Linked DNA regions of Mus musculus: region 2 is linked to region 1. The links are chromatin contacts, called in public Hi-C maps. All regions are on one chromosome and are shown on one strand. Each heading gives the region's core, a stretch centred on a gene start, on an enhancer-like site or on the middle of the called end of the contact. The rest is flanking DNA. Distances are from core to core; before and after follow the strand shown. Region 1 has its middle 40 kb from the start of 4930447J18Rik. Region 2 has its middle 91 kb from the start of Gm52144.

Evidence for each region. Hi-C and Micro-C count contacts between places; a contact is called where the count stands out from the background.
Region 2: a contact with region 1 is called in a Hi-C map of LSK cells, with 1.8 times the contacts expected there. The contact joins two enhancer-like sites. A contact is called at or near these places in 2 of 484 Hi-C or Micro-C datasets (LSK cells and nephron progenitors), 1 of 115 datasets of contacts at active chromatin or transcription factors (bone marrow-derived macrophages) and 1 of 9 other capture datasets (embryonic stem cells).

The regions. Positions count from the first base shown.
Region 1 is chr14:47,856,018-47,862,320 of GRCm38.p6, forward strand. No RefSeq gene overlaps it. Among named protein-coding and RNA genes, the nearest start is that of 4930447J18Rik, 40 kb to the right of the region's middle. Within about 2 kb of position 2,359, at least 24 of the 459 cell types and tissues checked have an H3K27ac peak or open chromatin away from gene starts, as enhancers often do. A contact at or near this core is called in LSK cells, where this site is marked.
Region 2 is chr14:48,293,839-48,299,741 of GRCm38.p6, forward strand. No RefSeq gene overlaps it. Among named protein-coding and RNA genes, the nearest start is that of Gm52144, 91 kb to the left of the region's middle. Within about 2 kb of position 2,088, at least 96 of the 459 cell types and tissues checked have an H3K27ac peak or open chromatin away from gene starts, as enhancers often do. A contact at or near this core is called in LSK cells, where this site is marked.

The DNA of each region.
Region 1 (6,303 bases), core at 1,109-3,608:
TGTGTGTGTGTGTGTGTGTGTGTGTATGTGTGCTGTTGTTGTTTGAGACTGGGTCTCTCATACAACCCACACTTGTTTCAAATTCACTATTCAGCCAAGGAAGGCCTAGAACCCTGTATCTGCTCTATGTCCCAAGTGCTGGAATATAAATATGTGTTTGCTACCACTCTTGGAAGTATCCCCCTTTTTTTCTTTTTAAAGTGGAGGTAGAATCCTAGAGATCTTCAACAGCTTAATCACAGTCACAGAGCTCTGGTGGCCGCTGCTGGGGGACTGGGCCCATCACCCCACAGCACTGTTTGAAGTTTCTCTCAAAGCTGCTCACTTGGAAGTACGCAGGGAGCAGAAGACATTTATGTGCTGGCTTATTTCTGCTGTGGTCAAGGATTAGCCCATGGCATGCTTCTCCCACCCCCACCCCCTGCACTCCTGAGTTGTCCTTGTTCCAGCTGATGCTTCCTGGTCACCTGAGTCTCATGGCCGGATGGGAGAGAATGTGGTGTAAATGTGAGCCTGTCAGATTTACAATGCAACTGCGTTCCAACTGTGGGCTAGACGGAGAGGCAGGGTGGGGTAGAGTGCCAGTTGTAAACAAGAGGTGCTGCGCATGGTTAGATGAGAATGTTCATTTGACCGATTACAAACAGTCTATGAGGTTTCTTTTCTTTTTAAAGACCTTTCTGATCCATGATGCCTCCTCCATGGTACAGTCTTTCCATTGGGGCTTAGAGACTAGGTTGTTCTGCGTTGTCGGGATTCAGAAACTAGCACTCTCTAGTACTCGGAGAGAGCCGCCTGGGGGGGGGGTCCCCTCCCCCACCTACTTTGCTCTTTTTCTCCAGTAGCTCAGGAAGGGAGTGTCTCTAAAGTTCCCTTGTCTACCCAAAGACAAAACTTGCCAAAGAGGAACGTTAACTGTCCTTAATCTTCTTACTGAAATCCCAGTAGCCAGGGAGGCTTAAAGCTGGAGGGGAAGAGACTGAAAATTAAACACCCCGCAGAACCCAGAGGAACTTTGCCCTAAGTCCTGTGCTCGTTTCTTTCTCTACACCCACAGACTCCCCCTCCTCTTCCCTGAAGAAGATGTCTCAATCCCATCCCTTTACATCTAAAGTTTGAAGAGCTCCACGAACATATGGATATTAACATACTTTTCTCTGGTCAAAATACTGTCAATTTATCACAAATGTGACCCTTCGGAGGGAAGGTCTGAGCTATGCACTGGAGCAAAACCACCTCCCCCATTTGGGACCAAATTTGAAAGACGCTTTATTAAATATTAAATACTGACCAAGAGATGGACTTTGATCAGGACCACTCCCCGGAATTTCCCTGCTGAGTGGCTCTGAGACACGTGTTGTGTTTTGGGGGTGGGGGTAGGAGGTGTTAATAAAGACAAGCCTATAGGCCATCTTACTTTCCCATGAGGTATTGTTATTTCCCAAGAACCACAACTCCCAGCATTCCAGGAAGTTATCTGGTCTGCGGGGGTCAGGTGGGGCTTCAAGGTTAATTTAGGGCATTTCACTCCTTCACATGCCTACCCTTTCTAGACAAACACAGTGGCATAGTCTTTCTAATTTGAACTGTGTTTAACCCAGTGCAAAGCACAGCCCTTAGATGTTGACACAGTAGCTATCTGTTACAAAAACAGACATTAGTTGTAAAAAAATGCACTTGTCAAAACTTTTTTAATTAAAAGACTTAAGTACTTTAAATTTCAGGTCAAGTTTGGTTTTTGTAGGAGCTCAACAATATAGATAGAAGGGATTAAAGGAGTTGATGGGCCTTCGGAAGAAGGACTGTAAGACGTTTGAAGGACTTGCGTTCCTTCTAGGCCTTCGCTAAAGAACACCCTGAGGTTTGTATCCAGGAGGCTGGGCAGAATTGGTTTTGTTTGAGCCTAATTGGAAAGGAAATGTCAGAGACAAAGACCTAAGAGTAGTTTCAGCGGCTGTATTCCACAGCAGTCTACTGAGACAGATTCAGTGTGCTGTTGTTAGTGGACACCGACATAAATGAAATGCAAAGGAATGGTTCCACTGAATAGCTGGAGACAGTGCAGGCAGATGAGGGAGGTGGGTTTGCCCTAGAGCTCCCTGCCAGTGAGGTAGGGGTCAAAGCACATCTGTCCTGCCAGGCACCTTCCTTCACCAAATACTCTTCAGACTGGTCCCAGATAGAGCTTTCTTAACCGCATCATAAATCCTCTGTAGAGGCGCGCGCGCGTGTGTGTGTGTGTGTGTGTGTGTGTGTGTGTGTGTGTGTGTGTGTGTGTGCGTGCGTGTGAAGCCAGCTCAGAACAGACAGCTGTTCTCAGATCTGTGGTTTGGATAGAAGCTCATAATTTCCTCCCCGCTGCCCTGTAGTACTGAAATTCATTAGCTTAGAGCTCAGATGGAGATGAAGTGAAACCTAGGCTCTCTTCTCCTCCTTCCAGCACATGCTCTTGACCAGAATCTCACATCTCTGAGTCCCAGGGCTTTTCTTTTGCTCCTCAGGTCTTTCTCCCGCAGAGCAGGGAGTAAAAGCTGTGTTAGTGATTCAGAGCTTGAAATATGTCCCAGGTTCTGAATCGGCTATGTGTGCACACAGAAGCCTCTGGGGGACCTCCCTAGTCTTTGCTGAGGGCCCTGGTGAGCCTGGGAGGCCTCTTGTCTCTGCCCTGCCTCCCACTCTGCTGGCCCAGTGCTGGGGTTATGGGAATGCATGGTTTTGCTTGGCTTTGTACATAGATGCCGGGGATTTGAACTCAGGTCTTCATGCTTGTACATGAGTACTTAAAAAATATTTATTGATTTATTTGAATGTACATGTATGCTTTTGTGAGCTTATGTACATCACATGTGTACAAAAGCCAGAGGGCATTGGGTCCCCAGGAACTGGAGTTACAGGAAACTAATGAGCCATTCGGAGGGGATGCTGGAAACCAAATCTAAATCCTCTGCAAGGGCAGCACGTGATTTTAACTTCTGCGCTTCTCTCCAGACACTTTGGTACTTTACAAACATTACATTTTAATGATATTGGTGTGCATTTGCGCACATGGTTTATGTATGTGAGTGCATACACCCTGGCATACATACAGCAGTCAGAGGTCAGTCCTGTGGAATAGTTTCTCTCCCTCCATTTTTATGTGCACCCTGGAGATTGAACTCAGGTCTCTAGGCAGGTACCCTCTCTGCCAAATCATCCCACCAGCCAGTCCCTCTGCGTACATTTTATTTGATGTTTTACTTTGAGATTTTTGTAGGATTCTGTTTATTTGGCCCAGGTTCTGTTTTCTCCTGACTCTGGACTTGACCCGTATACAGAAGAGCTTTGATGACGTGTTAAGCTCTACACTGGCTTGAACTCCTTTCTAGCAGAGGCAGGAGAGGAGGCTCCAGACAGGAACTCACCAGGCCTTTTCCAGTTCTCAGCTCTGTATAAACATCTCCAGGTCTGCCATCCGTTTACCAGCACTGGAACACAGTCATCTCTTCAGCTTATAACAAAATGAGAAAGGTGACAGATCCCATTTGTGAGCAGCAGGAACGTATGTCCAGATGACTTCCTTCTGAGATCCACTCAGGAAGATAGTGGTGAAGTAGTGCCATACCTCTATGTTTTTGGAAATGCTGCCGAGCTCAGGGCCACGGATGGAAGGAGGCTCAACTGCAGGAAGCTCCTACACCTGACTGTTCTCAGTCACACTTGTCCTTGAGTTGATGACATTGTCTCTTGTATGCTATGTCTCCAAAACCACGGGTGCCTACAACAGAGGCAATGATTATATCTTTGCAAATGGTTACTTTAGATTTTGTTCCAGATGCACTTTAAGGAGAGGCTGCTGAAGGAGGGGGTGGCAACGCAGTGGTACTGATAGTAACAGTCACATCCCACGCTCTCCTCTGTGACCACCAAAGAAACCAGATCTTGCTTTGCATCCATTGCCTATATGATGCTATTGAACAAGCTCCACCTAATGAGTGGCATAAAGTAACTGCCATTTGTTCCTTCTCAGGTACCTACTGCTCTAATCTAAGTCACTCCCAGCTGAACACAGTTGTCAGATAATGGTTGCCCAGTTCAGAGTAGTCCCAACTGGGATGCTTAGCTCACCACGGGTCTGGTTTTTTTTTTTTTCTCCAGTGTCTTACATATTTCTCTTTAGAGTAGCTCGGTCATGTTCTTCAAGAGCCTATACATACTCTTATGACCATTCTAGGAGAAGATGAGAATGCTCAAATATGATTTTTTAAGAATGTCAATTTTATCATCTATCAACTATCTATCTATATCTATATCTATATCTATCTATCTATCTATCTATCATCTATCTATCTCTATCATATTATCTAATCTATCATCTATCTATTATCGACCTACCTATTTTATTTTGAAACATGGTCTCATTATATAACCCTAGACAGCCTGGAACTCAAGGAGATCCATCTCTCTCTGCCTCCCAAATGCTGAAATTAAAGCTGTATGCCATCACACCTGGCTGAAAATATATTTTAATCTGAAAATAACTCTGCATATTTATGGGTGACAGTGCAGTATTTTGGAACATATATACAATGGGTAAAGGTTCAGTCAGTAATTAGCATATCCATTGTCTGAAATTCGAAGTATTTCTTTCATCTAGCATGTTTCTAAAGCATGTCTCCTGCTCAAATTCTGTAATTTCTGTTATGTTCATATGCCCTCCAAATTATTGTTAGTTCTAGTCACCCACTGTGCAATCAGCACTAGAGCGTTCCTTCTCTCTAGCTGTATTTTGGAACAAAATTATCAGCTTCCTTCTTATTACTTCCTACTTCCCCTTTCCTGCTTCTGAGAATACATAGAAGTTATCTTTATAGTCCTGATACTCATGTTCACACACACACACACTCACATGGCCTCATGTAGCCCAGGCTGGTCTCAAATCCTCCATATAGCTAAAAAGGACCTTGACCTTCTGATTACCCTGTGTTCACCTCCAAAGTGATGGGATGCTGTCTTAGGGTTTCTATTCTTGCACAAACATCATGACTAAGAAGCAAGTTGGGGAGGAAAGGGTTTATTTGGCTTACACTTTGTATTAGTCAGGGTGTTACTGCTGTGAACAGACACCATGACCAAGGCAAGTCTTAATAAAACAACATTTAATTAGGGCTGGCTTACAGATTCAGAGGTTTAGTCCATTATCATCACAGTGGGTGCATGGCAGTATCCAGGCAGGCATGGCACAGGTAGAGCTGAGAGTTCTACGTCTTCATCCAAAGGCTGCTAGTGGAAGACTGACTTCTAGGCAACTAGGGTGAGGATCTTATGCCCACACCCACAGTGACACACCCATTCCAACCAGGTTATACCTATTCCAACAAGGTCACACCTCCAGATGGTGCCACTCCCTGGTCCAAGGATATACAAACTATCACACACTTCCATACTGCTGTTTATCACCAAGGAAGTCAGGACTGGAACTCAAGCAGGTCAAGAAGCAGGAGCTGATGCAGAAGCCATGGAGGGATGTTCTTTACTGGCTTTCTTCCCCTGGCTTGCTCAGCCTGCTCTCTTATAGAACCAAGACTACCAGCCCAGAGATGGTCACTCACAAGGGGCCTTTCCCCCTTGATCACTAATTGAGAAAATGCCTTACAGCTGGATCTCATGGAGGCATTTCCTCAACTGAAGCTCCTTTCTCTGTGATAACTCCAGCTGTGTCAAGTTGACACAAAATTAGCCAGTATAGATGCCATCACCTCTGGTTTATGTGGGTGCTGGGAATTGAACTGAGGGCCTTGTACATGTCAGCCAAACATTCTACCAATTGGCCCTTCCCTCAGCCTCTACTTAAAGGTTTTTTATAAAGCCTTTTCATTGTCATATCAGCTACTGTCCCATTGACTAAAGATGCTACATGCCCTGGCAGAGAGTCAAAGTGGACAGGGATGAGAAAATTACAGAATGAGACATACTAAGATTTGAATGAGAATGGCTTCCATATGTGCATATATTTGAATGCTTGTTCTACAGTTGGTGGAACTGTTTGGGAAGGATTAGGAGGCATGTCCTTGTTGGAGGAGATGCATCACTGAGGGGAGATCTTTGAGGTTTAAAAAACCTCTGTCATTTCCAGAGCTCTCTCTGCCTTGTTTTATGGATTGATCAGATGTGAGTTCTCAGCTACATCTCCAGTGCCATGCCTGCCTGTTTGCTGCCATGTTCCTTACCATGACGGTCATGGATTAACCCTCTCAAAGCTGTAAGCAAGCCCCCAGTTAAATGCTTCCTTTTATAAGTTGTCTTGGTTGTGGTGCTTTGTCACAA
Region 2 (5,903 bases), core at 838-3,337, 440 kb after region 1:
AGGCATCCAAGCATGGGAATCCTGAATCTACTCTTGCTGCCCGGTTGACACTGACTTTACCAGACATTATTCTACTGAGCCTCTCATACCCCTGTGGGGTTTTCCTCTGGCCTTGAATTACTAGAGTGATAGATAAAAAAACAAAAACAAAAACAAAACCCCAGAAGGATCTAAGGTGTTTGAAAGGAATAACAACAAAACACTATGGCAGCTGAGGTGTGTGTTTTAGATGTTAATATGTGTTTAAACTTCAAGATGCTCTGAAGGTTCAATCACCAAATTAATACTGCAATGACTATATATAAGAGGCCCTATCCTCTCATGGCTCAGGGCCCCCAGCTGCCATCTGGCACCTCATCAGACCAGCATAACTGTCCATTTGGGCTTAAACCCCTATTTTCTCTGCATTTATGGACATCCAAATCTGAGTTTACTAATAAAGATAAATCCTGTTTTCAACAGCATCACCTTTGACAGCTGATCATTTATCAATATATTTCATGCAGGGATTGAAACGGAAATACAGACATATTTGGAATTCATTCTTAAATTATATCCCTTCTGTCTCCACATCTCTGCCGAGGGAGGGAAATACTTTTCCCTGGGCACTGGGGTTAACAGCCTCCTTTCTCATCTCCTGGAAGTGTTAACCAGCTGGACCTTTGTTTGCCAGTGTCTCTGAAGCATCGTGCTCTGACAGCTCGCTTGATGGATGGAGCTGTCCGCACACCCCCGGTACAGAGTAGATGAGAACATTGCCTCACCTATCAACTCCATAAATCAGACGAATAAAAATGAGTACGAAGCTAGGCCCAGGGAATCTTTCCCCATTTTAGTATTCTTTGTAGATTATAATCTTCACAATGCGCTCCAAGTAAAAGAAGAGACTTTAAAGAATTAGCTTTAAAGAATTAGCATTGATGTACTCGGTGAAAGGCTGCTCATGAGAAAGACATCTAGACGAATAAGCAGTGCGTGCATAAATGAGTCTGTCCTCTGTGATATGGGATAAGAATTTGGGGCATGAGAAATGTGGTGTGCAGGACAGTGAGGGAGATGGCAGGAGACATACCAACCCTACAGGGGAATTAGCAAAGGAAGAGGAGAAGGCGGCTCACACAGAGGGAGCCAAGAGAGAGGGCATCCTCTTATGTCCATGGCAGAGGAGTTTTCCTGGCTCTAGGACATTTCTTTGCAAATCTCCTGCTTGCTTACCTTCCAGTTTCTTGGAGTGAGCAGTAATCCCCCTTGATGCTACGAACTGGGACTCATTCCATTTTGTTCTCAGCCCTACACTCATAACAGGAATCGGTTGTTTGACCCATGAATGAATGAATGATGAATAGATTAAGGCACAGTAGCAAGATAATTACAGTAACTTTTCATGAAGAAAGCAATGGACAGGCTGGTGAGAATGTTACAGAGAGCTGACCTAGATTATATAAGGGGACATTATGAGGCTGTTCATGGGATCTTGACAGGCATGGCAACACATGCCTGTAATGTCAGCACCCAGAAGACCAAAGGCAGGAAGATGAATTCCAGGCCAGCCTGGGGTACATAGCAAGACCCTGATTCAATCAATCAATCAATCAATCAATCAATCAATCAAGTATGGAATATCAGGTTTTATTCTCAGCTAAGAAAACAAAATCTCTATCCTTCAAACTGAGGAGTGGTAGTGTGTTTGTAGAGACCTTTACTGGGGAAGTGAGTAGCAGGTATGCTCTGCTTGGCTTCCGGTGAGCAAGCATTCAAGGAATTGACCATTTCCCCTTTCCTGATTGCCATTGGCCTTCCCACAGAACAGGAGGCCATTTTAAGCCCAGCACAGAGGTGGTCCCACCATGTCCACGTTGCTTCGGGGTCTCAGCATCTCCTGAGAACACTGAAAGACAGCACTCACACCACGACTGCTAAGCAAGAGCCAGAATAAAAAGCGAGATGCTGTCAGGGAAGCCTGCAAGGGGTAAAAATAGCCAAAAGGAGAGAAAGGCAGTCAAATATTTTGTCATTTGCTTTGCCTGAACGTGACGCTTAGCACTTCTCTCTCCGAAAATGAAAAGACATCGTTTTGCAGAGCAGCAGCTGCGGCTGGTTGCAGGAAGCTGCTGGCTGCTGATAAACAAATGACCACGTCCCCTGAATGACTCTGTGTACTGCCCAAAGCAGATTTCTGATTTTTTTTTTCTGCCTGCCCCATTTGGCCAGTGAAAAAGATTTAGCTGGAGTGGAGTTATTTCCCTCTTAACCAAATCCTTTTGGTGTTTTGAAAACTTTCCAAGTGAGAAAATAAACCCTCTTACTCAGCTTGAGTCAGGTGCTCAAAACACAAGATAAACATAGCTGCCTGGGAACGTGTTGGCCTGCCCCCCTCTGCTCTGGGGTGGTTAACCCTTCCTTAGACCCCTACCTCTTAGAGAGCTGCCCCAGTTGGCATGTTTTCATCAGGACCCAGGCAAAGCTGAGGGACATTATTGACTGAACAGTCGAGGGTGAGCTGAATGTCAGAGCTTCTTCCAAACCATCTGGGTAGAGTTCTCTCCTTGTTGAAGGGTCAGTATGCGGACTTCACCATCTCCATCTCTAATCGTGGTTTATGGCTTTATTCTTGCCCGCCCCCCCCCCGACAATTCAGTACATCTGATTATTCAGTTTGTCTATTGCGATTTTAAAATGATGCACTTGATATTAAAAGTTCCTGTTTTTGGACCCCCGATGGAGGCATGAGAACACCAACTCCTCTCCAAAACTTTTGATCCAAAATCACTCCTGTTTAAAAGAAATACAGGGACAAAACTGGATCAGAGACTGAAGGAATGGCGGGCAGTGGCCAGCCCAACTTGTGATCCATCCCATGGGTGAGGGCCAATCCCTGACACTCTTACCAATGTTATGTTGTGCTCACACACACAGGAACCTAGCAGGATCTGAGAGGATCCACCAACAGCTGACTGAGACAGATGCAGATACTTACAGCCAACCATTGGACTGAAGTTGGGGACCCTTATGGAAGAGTTAGGGGAAGGACTGAAGGAGCTGAAGGGGGTGGCAACCCCATAGGAAGACCAACAGTGTCAATTAACCTGGACCCTGGTGAGCTCCAGAGACTGAGCCACCAACCACAGAGCTCACATGGGCTGGTCCAAAGCCACTGACACATATGTAGCAGAGGACTGTCTTGTCTGGCCTCAGTGGGAAAGGATGTACCTAATCTTGTAGAGACTTGATGCCCCAGGGTGCAGGGATACTGGGGGGGGGGAGCACCCTCTCAGAGGTAAAGGGACAAAGGGATCAGGCAAGAACTCTGCGAGGGGGGACCAGGAGTGGGGGATGTAAATAAATAACATAATTAATTATTTTTTTTAAAAAGCTCCTGTTTTCTGAGCAAAACCATACACACATAAGTGAGAAAAGACTACTGCTTATAAATAAACACCGTTCATGTTAATTCTCTTAACAGTTCATGACACTGGGGTTATTACTAACAGTCTTATTTTACAGAAGAAGATGAATCGCAAAGACACTGTGTACAAACTGCCTAAAATCTCATAGCGTGAAAATGGCAGGCCAGATTTTAACCTCAGGCTTGTCTGCCTGGAGGCTGAGTCCCTAATCAGGCCTGACAGGTAAGTGGTGCTGGAGCTGGCATCCTCTGGGCTCACCCACGCTGTAACTTTGGATCCCAGCCTTTCCTGATTGAATGCTTTAGGCTTGGATTTCAGGCACATCATCCAAGCCCAAACCTTGAATGGAGGCCAAGATCTTAGCAGCAGGTTGCCGTAAGTATGAGGTTCAGTTACCCAAATACTGGGTACTCAGACATCCTGGAGCGACATGCCTCACCACTAACCTTAGTTAGAGAAGCGACTGAAACATCCTAAGAAGAATGGATGGTTCTAATCTCGCTTAGAAACCTTCTTTGCGAGGCCCATTGGACACGCAAACTTTATATGCCCCAGAACAGGGGAATGCCAGGGCCAAAAAGGGGGAGTGGGTGGGTAGGGGAGTGGGGGTGGGTGGGTATGGGGGACTTTTGGTATAGCATTGGAAATGTAAATGAGCTAAATACCTAATAAAAAATGGAAAGAAAAAAAAAAAAGAAACCTTCTTTGCAAACCCTTGCAATTTGTTCTTCCTGAAGTTTGGGTTTGAGGTAAGGAGAGAGGGTTATTAATCAAGTGACTCCGAGAGAAGGAAGGTGACAATTCACCCGAAGAACTGAAATGCTGGAATCCTGCAGTGAACACGGGTTTCTGTCTGTGATTGTGTTATTTTTCTCACTCACCTTCTGGTACCTGAAGTATTTGTTTGAAATTGTTAACGTGGATTTGGGTGTGAAGTGATATGTAACTAAGGGCTAGGCTATCTCCAAGGTCTAGAAAGGCTGGAAATCATCTCAAGTGAGGCCATGCAGGGTTGAAGGCAAGATCTAGTTTCTCTCATGATGGAGATGGATGGGTAGATGTGTGCAGGGGACCTTCCCTCCAAATTGAGACAAGGGTTGGGAGGCAAATTAACCTCAAAGCAAGCAGTCAGAATGCCATCTGAGGAAGTAGCCACAGGATTTGATCAGACCTTGGTAATCCTTGGTGTTCAGCCGTGAGGGAACTAGAAATGTTAGATAGCTTTAAGGGTCTCCCAACCTTGGACTTGGGGAGATGGCTCTGTGGTTAAGAGTGTGTACTGCTGTCATGTAAAGGACCCCTGTTTGGCTCCCAGCACCCACATCAGGCAGTTCACAACTACTCACAACTCATGTGTGTGTGTGTGGTGGGGGGGCAGAGATAGAGACTGAATGTATGAATTAGTTCTACTGTTGTTCCTTAAGAAATGTCCAGTTTTTTGACAGTACGTCTTGCTGACCTGGAATTTGACAGCTAGGCTAGACTAGTTGACCAGTGATGCCCTCATCCACCCAAGGATCTGGCTGTCTTTGCTTTCCTGGAGTTATATGCACATGCTTCCATGCCAGGCTGTTTTTAAACGTAGGTCTTGGGAAACCCAACTCTAATGCTAGCAAGATGGGCACTCTACTTGCTGTGCTGTCTCCCACCCCTCCCTTTTCTGTTCACTGCTATTTGCTGGAAGTCTATATTTGGGTTGGGGGAGAGGAGGAGAGGGCCATGCTGAGACATGGGAGTAACCCTGCCCTCCCACCCTCCCCACCCCCGAACTGATACCTGCCAAGTTGTCTTCTGTGACGGTTCCGGATTTCCTCTCAACTATCATGATGTAGCCATCTGTCAAATCTCCATTTCATGTCTCCTCAGGTAGTTCATCCCAGATCCTTGATCTGCTGACGGCGCTTGCCTGAATTCCTTTAGGCTGCTCTAACAAAATACCATAGACTGGGTAACCTGTAAGCAAACAGTAACTGCTCCTCGTGTGTGTTGGACTGAGGCAGTCAAAGAACCACTCCTTACCAGGGGGGCACCTCCTGCATCCTCACCTGACCGGAGTGCTTACATTTCCCTCGTGCTGTGTATAGCTCTGATGCAGGAGCCTCATAAATACTTGCTTATTTGAGACTTGACTTTAACTATGTGTCGGGGTCTGACCTTTCCACCCATTTCAGCGTGGAGAGGTAAGGATTTTGGTTTTATCCCCCCATCTTTTTTATACTAGACAGAGGGAAGGGAACTGTTTTCTCTTACCCTGGGAGTGTTAAAAAAAATTAAGCTCCTGATGTCATTAAAGAAATGGGCGGGTTTTGTGTGGTTTAGATTCTACTGGTAAAGGCACCCAGGTACATTATGACAGATGTTGAATAAAGATAGATTAAATATGGAATTTGAGAAAAAAATAGGGCAAATTGAGATTAAATAGAAAACTCTTTCAGACTTTAGCCTCAAACATCTAGTAATGCATTTTGGAAAAGTTGCCTGAACAGGGGGCTCTCA